Linked DNA regions of Mus musculus: regions 1 and 2 are each linked to region 3. A link is a contact called in public promoter capture Hi-C data. All regions are on one chromosome and are shown on one strand. The core of a region is the stretch at or near the end of the contact, and the rest is flanking DNA. Distances in the headings are between cores, read along the strand shown.

Region 1 (2,700 bases), core at 134-2,633, about 21 Mb after region 3:
GATAAGCAAAACATTCACATATGTAAATCTTTTAAAAAGTTAAGAAAGACATAACTAAAGTCAAGTACCTTCTGAGAGGCCGGAACTCGCACAAAGCAGGGGCAATGTAACACAGGTCTAGCAAAAGGAGCAAAAGGAACAAAACAACACAAATCAGCACTCTAGGTGCAGCACAAATCACAGAAGGGAAAGGGGGGGACAAAGCCTTGGAAGAGCATGCAGTGTGTGACAGGCTCAGTATGTAAAGTCACTACAAAAGATGACAAAGCAGCTGTAGGTGGGGTTGCATAATTCAGAATGTAAGATGTCATTACACAGGCAATGGAAACAGTTAAGGATTTTAAGGTGCAGTTTGAGTATCTCCTGTGTCAAAGAGCAGATAAATCTGAGAAAATTGAAGACTGAAAATTCAATTTCAATCACTGCTTTGGTTGAGGAAAAAAAAAAAAGTTGGATTTCATGTCCAAAGTATAACCAGTTATTTATCCAGATCTCTTTCTGCAAACGAAGTTTACTGAACGCTTGATTATATAGACTGGGGAATTTGTTGTACGCTTCGCAGAAGTCATTTCACACCTGCAGACGATATAAACCACCTTTTCTCGTCTGCAATCTTAAAATCGCAATAATCGCTGCACAAACTTATTTTTAGGCTGTTTTCTGGGTTTTCATCTTTTGGAAACTGAGCCATCAAACTGAGTATTTGGGAAACCGATTCCGCACAGTCTTCAAGCGTCTGCCTAACCGGTCCGGCATCTTTTTCCAGAGAAGCCTACCCGGAGTTTTGGAAAACCACCTTAACTTGAGGCTAAAGACCGACAGTGTGTAAATAAAGCAGCATGCGTTTTTATGTTAATCTCGATTAGCTTGACTCTCAGGCTTCTGGCGAGATGCTGAGTCTCGAGAACCGCTTCCTAACAGAATTATTCTTACTGGGGACAAAACGGGCGGCTGCAGGCCTGGGTAAAACTCTCCCACCGGGGGAAGCGGCTGAGACGTGCGGTGCGCGGGGCTGTCCGGTGCCAGCCCCTCGGAGACGCTCACCCTTGGTACTGGGTTTCAGGACCCCGCCGAGGCGATGGTCCAGAGACTGGTTACTCGCGGAGCCGCCGCAGCGCGCGCGGAGGACCGTTCCCAGCCCGGCCGCGCGCCCACTCGCGTCTCCTCCGGCAAACTCCGGGGACCCGCTGCAGAAGTCGCCTTTATTAAGGCCTCCAAGCAGAGAAAAGGATGAAAGGACCGTTACCTGGGCACTGCGGAGAAAATGACGCGACCGCAGAAACCTAGCCAAACCGCCAGCAGATACCCGCCACCGCTACCGGACTCGATCCACCGAACGCCTGACGCACATCTGATGCCGTCACTTCCGCCAGTTGCGCTCTTGACTGCAGTCCGATTTGTTGTGCTTAAGCTGTGAGACACTGGGAAGGAAACGAGCGGGCCGGGTACCAGCAGTTCCGGGGCGGGGCCTCCGACGGCCCTTTCTAGCTGTCAAAGAGAGATCTATTGAGTGTGTAGCGGAAACAGTTGGGGATGTGGCAATGGCGATCAAGCCCAAGCAAGCGTTCTACCACTGAACTACATCCTCAGTCTTCCATGATTTGTTTTTGTGAGAAAGAGTTTCTCTGTGTAGCCCCGACTTTCTTGGGACTCACTCTGTAGAACTGGCTGGCTTCGAACTCCAGAGATTGCTTGGCAAGCTTACTGGCTCCTCCCCTTTGAGATTTGTGAGGTGGCTAAGGAAAATGTCAAGCAAACGCTCCTCATCATGTTCTCAGTAGATGTTAACTTACGTTCAAGGAAGAACAACAAAACAAGCGACTTTGTAGTCACAGATTCATTTCTATTTTTAGCTCGGTCACTACCAGCTCTCTTCCTTGCTGCCACAAGAAAACGTCAGCTGTTTCTTAGGCTGCTTCATAATGCTTGATTGATTCCAACATATCTTAATTTTTTTTTCCTTCTGAAGTTCATCTAAGGCATATACATGTGTTGTTCTGCGTACTTCCTTTCCCTTGTATTTTGCATTATCAACGAGGTAATGAGCTCCTTTAGGTTAAGGTTAGCGCTCTCTCTCTCTCTCTTTCTCTCTGTGTGTGTGTCTGTGTGTGTGATGGACAGTATCTGTGTGTTATGTGTGTAGGTGTTGTATAGGTTGTCTATTTACACAGACTCTAATAAGTACAATAGTACTGTGTATCTATTTTCCCCTAAAGGAAACATTTTCTCTTGAAAGTACAGGAAACCTCAGAAGACTGGGGAATTGAGAAAACTTAACAAAGGCTTGTCAAGAGGCAATATAAGGGAAGCGGGTTTTATGTTGTCTTACTGTTTGAGGAGATACAACCCAGGGGGAAGCATGCCAACTGGATTGCATCCACAGACCAGAAACATAAATAGATAAATGTTAGTTCGCTTCTTCTTTATTTAGTCGGGAAATCCAGGCAATGAGGTGGCGCCGCTTATATTTTAGTTGGGTCTTCGCTCCTCAATTAAACCTTGAAACACCCGCATAGACGCATCCATGGGTTTTACCTACATGATGCTAAGTTCTGTGAAATTAACAATATTAACCATCATATTCTGGCTAAAGAAATCTGGTATTGCTTCCTGGGTCTCGTGGCTGCGTACACCACACAGTTGACATGCGTCCTGATTGGCCTTGAATGCAGCATGAACTACTAACCCGTCTCAAACGCT
Region 2 (2,700 bases), core at 176-2,675, about 20 Mb before region 3:
ATTAGGCTCTTGCGGGGACCTACTCGGCTCCAGAAATCTCCATTTCGTCTCACTAATAGTCTGTTTCCCTCCGGCCACAGAGATGGGATGACTTCGATCTTGCCCAGGATGCACATCCAGCCAAGGCCAGGTCCATTAGCACCCCCCAACACCACCGCATCCTGACTTCTCTTCCTTCCCGCCAGAGTCTCCTCTGAGAAACAGAGGACAGGTTGTCCTTTGGGCACCGTTCTGGGCTAGGCACACACTCACACACACACACACACACACGCATGCACGCACAGCACCGCGCACTTGCACTTGACTACACATTTTCCAGCCTCATTCAGTATGTAAGGCCCAAATCAGAACTGCCTCTAGATTCTGGGACCCTGGGGCTTAGGATTTCGGGTCCTCCCAATCATAAAAGTCCTTTCACGCCTTGTAAACCCCCTTAAGGCTCCCGGATAAAAGGGAAGAGGCCCTGTTGGCTCCCACCCCACTCTCCCTGGCTGTAGGTGCTTTCTCCGCCGCTACGCAAGTGTCAAAACACCATTGTGTTGCAGCTAGAAGAGCAGTCTAGACTTCTGAGGAAAGACGCCCTGGAGCCAGTGCTGGAACTGAGGCTCCAATAGGCCTTGGCCCCACCTGCTGGTGGCTTGTGGGCTAAGCTCTGAGATGTAAAGTGGGGTAGAGGGATGGTGGAGGAGGGTGGAGAAGGACTCAGAGTCCCAGTGACGAAAAAGGTATCACACTACGGTGGGAAGCTTCGCGCCAGGGTCAGCAATCTAATTAAGAGTTGCAAGCTACAACTAGGATCCAGCAGCTGGGACTCTTCCAGATCTGAGGACTCAGTAGGAATTGAGGAGCCTATGTTTCAGTTTGAAGTAGGGAACTCAGCTGCTGCAAGGTTACGCCTAGGGCGGAGTCTTCAGGTAGGACCTACAGCGGCATTCAGCCGAGGATTAGAGATCAGCATAGTGCGAAGAATTTTAGGCTTTTCGGTGGCCCAGCAAAGTTGAAACAAGGTAAGCTCATAGACGCGTACGTTGACTAAGTCTCCACTTCTGGCCGGGAGCAGGGTATCGGGGAAGTGAGGGGTGGGAGAGGAAGTGCGTCCTTGGGAATACTGGGAAATGTAGTTTATGCATGCTTCGTTGCACGGATCTGCTCCCTCTATATTCTGGGTAATGTAGTCTTGGACCGTTAAGAGTTGCTGAAGGAATTCCGCTTTAAGGGACGGATATGGGTTCCTGGATCATTGGTGAATCGTCCTGTTCCTCAAACTACATCCGGGACAATCTGTTTAGCGATTGGAGAGTATGAAAGCCGGGGCTGAAAAGGATAAGCACGCCCATTTGGGAGGCCTTCTGACAATCAAAAGAATCTCAGTTGCTAATTGGGTGACTAGACCACGTCGTGCGACTATTGGCTGAAAAGTGGGTAGGCCTTATCAGGCGTCAGAGGCTGTGTTCGGGGGGCAGTCGCAGCCCCAGAGATGGCAGTGAGCGAGAGGAGGGGGCTCAGCGGCGAGAGCCCAACGCAGTGCCGATGGGGATACTTGTCGCTGCTGGTGCTGACGCTGAGCGGCTGCTCAGGCCGTATCCACCGGCTGACTCTCACAGTGAGCCCCGCAGGCTTGGCCTCGTTGTCTCCCCCCATAGCTCCGCCGGTGGATGGAGCAGCCGCACCCCCCACTGCAGGCCGCTAGTGGTCTCGTCCCGGGGTCTCCCCGCCCGGTGCTCGTAATGGGTTGGCCTGGCTTAGAGGGCGGGGCTTCATCTCCTGGGACCCCTGACTCCTGGCGCTTAAACTTTCAGGGAACACTTGGTAACAACCATAGGACCTGGGAGGAAGGGGTACCACCTGGTAGGATCTTCCTGGAATTCACTTAGGGGAGTGACAGGAGACTACTTTCAAAATTTAGCCCAGATAGAATCGAAAACTTTTCTGGAAAGTCGAAACTAGTCACACCAGCCTATGTAGCCCGCTCTCGGGGTGGTGCACGTCTATATGGGGACTGTCATGGGGTTGCCAGGGTTTCACCCCATGGACACACAACCCCACCCTCTAGCTGCCTCGGACTGAAGTAGGAAAATGTCACCAGCACCAATACGATGTACCCAGGAAGGCTTTCTCACATGCTCCTGTCCTGAATAAAAATGTATAGAGACGCTCAGGGAAACACGCCGTCGTGCTGGACTTGGTGGGGAGAGTGCCCTTGTGCCACTGTGTCTTTGGTTTCCTGCAGGGGGAGAAGCGAGCTGACATCCAACTGAACAGCTTCGGATTCTACACCAATGGTTCCCTGGAAGTAGAGCTGAGCTTACTGCGACTCAGCCTCCAGGAGACAGAAAAGAAGTTGCCAAAGGTGAGGGGGCTCATGGGAGGACTCAGTGTGCAAGTTCTGGGATTCTGTCTTAGCTCTGTCCCTCACCGGTGTGATCTGTGGCCAGTCTCATAGCCTTCCCCACCTGTCACCTAAGAATGAATACAGTGTCTCATGCAGTCTGGGTTTGAGGGTACAGATTTGTCATCTTAGTGTCCCTGCTGGCTTAGGCAGGAGGATCAGAAATTAGCCAGCCAGTATATATGTAACATATATGCATGTATATAATGCATTTTAATCATACACGCTTCTCCCCCTAACTCCTCCAAAATCCATTCCCACCTTCCCAAACTCCTCCCAATCTCATGTCCTTTAAAAAAAAAAAAAAAAAA
Region 3 (2,791 bases), core at 14-2,513:
TAACCCTTAGGACTCTCAGAATCTGAACTACCAAGCAAAGAGCATACATGGGCTGGACCTAGTCCTCCCCTCACATATGTAGCAGATGTGCAACTTGGTTGTCATGCGGGTCCCAAACAACTGGATCAGGGACAATCCCAAAAGCTGTTGCTTGTACATGGGACAGGTTCTTCTAGCTGGGCTGCCTTGTCTAGCCTCAGTGGGAGAGGAAGCACCTAGTGTCGCTGAGATTTGAAGTGTCAGGGTGTGGGGATAGCCAGGGGGATCCCACCCAACTCAGAGAAGGGGATGGGGATGGGGGAAGGATTGTGGGAGGGAGTACCTGGGAGAGGGGCAGTGAACAGGGTGTAAAGTGAATAATAATAATAATAAAATAATTCTTTGTTGGGTGGTGGTGGTGGCCTTTGATCCCAACACTGGAGGAGGCATAAGCAGGTAAGTTTCTGAATTTGAGGCCAGTCTGGTCTACAGAGAGAGTTCCAAAAGGGCCAAGGCTACACAAAGAAACCCTATTTGGGAAAACAAAACAAAACAAACAAACAAACAAACAAACAAACAAAAAAAAACCTTCAATGTCTGGTTAAAAGAGGTAGGCGGGCTGCCACGACAGTTTGTACAAGCTAGGAGCTTACAAATTAGAGCCCCCTCCCCCCGTTTGGACTCTCGAGCATAGTAAGCCTAAATGAAAACCATTACAAGGACAATACAAAAAAGATGCACTTATATGTATTATACATATATCTTATCTAAATCTAGTTTCTCATTGTAAGGAAACAAAAACTGGTATTTTTGGATGGATAGTGGAGAGATTTAACAAAATTTAACCAGATGAATTTGGATTTGTTACTCTGCCCCCTGCATCTAACCTTTGCATTCCTCAAACTGGGAGCTAAATGGTAATCTAGGTGTTTCAGGCTTTAATCTTAGGGCCTACTACAGTCAAAAAATTTCAGGTTTAGTGTACCTTCACTGGGATATCAACAAACAGGGAGACGGCTAGAACCCAGTGTATTTCCTGCTCCTGGAAAACCGCTCCTTGACAGAATGATAAAAAGGAATTTGGAGATAGCTCCCTGTCCCACCTAATTTTTTCACCTAAGCTTATGGATACAGCAGATAGGGTAAGGATTCTAGGCACACAGACCTCATCCTTTCAGCACAACGGCCTCGAGTTGACCAGCCAATGAACTTAAGCCTTGCCTAGCCCCACCCCCCCCACTATGACATCACTTCTGCCAACCTCAGCGTCTGCGCACTATTGCATTACGGCGGAACTATTCTGGCGACGCCTGCTTTGACCCAGGCGGTGGTGGGGAAGGGAAACTGTGTTCTGCAGGATGCGTCACAACCGGAAGTGAAAGGCCGGAAGTGGGGTTGGACAGGTTTTCCCCAGGGGTGGGGAAGCAGAGGCCGTGGAGGAGTAGGGGAGATTAAGAAGCTAGAGCATCCTGGCCTCTACTCCGAGTCTTGTACCGGTTCTCTTAGATCTCTGAGGCTCAGAAAAAGGAAAGGGTGTCTCATCCCGCTTTCTCGCTTTTCGCTTTAGCCATGGCGGAGACAGGGGCCGGGATAAGTGAGACCGTCACTGAGACAACGGTTACTGAGACAACGGTTACCGAGACAACCGAGCCAGTGAGAAAGGCGGGCAGGGGGTCTATTTAGGGGTCTGGGAGGCACTGGGAGGGGGAGGGGGGTTTGGAAAGTTGGTGGGTTTGGGATCTGGGACATCATGTGGGGTTTACTCTTATTGGGAAAATCGCAAGGAACTAAATAGAGATGCTTGGAGCCGCTCAAATGGTTCAAGTGACTGGTCAAGGATTGTTTAATCCGTAGTTACAATTAGAGTATAGGTGTTAAGGCTTGGGGTGGTGGTCTATGTACGTAATAAACGGAAACTGGGTTAAGGAGCCAGAAAGGTACTGGGAGGAAGTGAAACGCCATTTGAGAAGGCGTGGTTTTGGAGGCAAATGTACAGAACGAGTACTTACCAATAGTGCTTACCAATAGATAGTCATGGAATGGGTGCGTGTTAAAGCGGAGGAAATGAGGAAACAAGAAAATAAGGTGAAGTGTGTTTTGGCAGATCAGGGAGGAGAGAAGCAAATGAGCAAACAACTTTTGCAAAAACAAATTGCTTTCAAAGGGAGAAAGATGCGTTGGGTTTGACAATGTCTGGGTTGAAGGAGATTAGTAGTTTAGCAGTTATTACCAGAGATGCCAGAATGTTAAAGAATAAGTGGATAGGATTAGGGAGCCCTGGGCTTGAAGATGAGAGAAGAAAGAATGAAGGCTTTTTTGTAGAAGGAGGGTTTTGGATATTTGTTTTATTTTGATATGTGTGTGTGTGTGTGTGTGTGTGTAGGCCTGAAGTTAACCTCAGATGTCTGAGACATGGTCTATATTTATTTATTTATTTATTTACTTATGATACAGAGTCATTGTGCCTGGAGCTGGCCAAATAGGCTAGTCTGGCTAGCAAGAGATCTGCCTTTTTGCACCACCACCACCACCACATTTGACTTTTTGTTGTTGTTTTTGTTCCCGTGGATACAAGGGATCAAACTCAGGTCTTCATGCTTGCACCAAAAGAGCTTTACCAACAGAGATGTCTCCCCATCCCTGCTTTATTTTATTTTATTTTTTTCTGAGAAAATAGCTATACCATGTTGCAGAGGCCATTTCAGTCTCCCAAGTGCTGAGATTACATACCTCAGTCTCTTTAGAACATGAATAAGAGGTGTGAAGAAGAAAGTGAGATCAAAGGCCAGTCACAGGAAAGGGAGAAAATAAC

The links. Promoter capture Hi-C pulls out the DNA fragments that hold promoters and counts their contacts.
Region 1: a promoter capture Hi-C map of pre-B cells shows a contact between it and region 3. The contact joins the promoter of Tbp here to the promoter of Ppp1r11 in region 3. A contact is called at or near these places in 2 of 39 promoter capture datasets (cranial neural crest and pre-B cells) and 1 of 484 Hi-C or Micro-C datasets (CD4 T cells).
Region 2: a contact with region 3 is called in a promoter capture Hi-C map of second pharyngeal arch cranial neural crest. The contact joins the promoter of Gpr108 here to the promoter of Ppp1r11 in region 3. A contact is called at or near these places in 2 of 39 promoter capture datasets (cranial neural crest and second pharyngeal arch cranial neural crest) and 1 of 484 Hi-C or Micro-C datasets (uterus).

What each region holds. Positions count from the first base shown.
Region 1 is chr17:15,498,571-15,501,270 of GRCm38.p6, reverse strand. Tbp (TATA box binding protein) reads right to left here and starts at 1,383. Exons shown (of 8, transcript NM_013684.3): 1 at 1,247-1,383.
Region 2 is chr17:57,246,414-57,249,113 of GRCm38.p6, reverse strand. It overlaps Gpr108 (G protein-coupled receptor 108), which reads left to right and starts at 1,425. Exons shown (of 17, transcript NM_030084.4): 1 at 1,425-1,603; 2 at 2,231-2,350. The coding sequence starts at 1,478. It also overlaps a transcript of Trip10 not described here.
Region 3 is chr17:36,950,264-36,953,054 of GRCm38.p6, reverse strand. Ppp1r11 (protein phosphatase 1, regulatory inhibitor subunit 11) reads left to right here and starts at 1,263. Exons shown (of 3, transcript NM_029632.3): 1 at 1,263-1,632. The coding sequence starts at 1,549.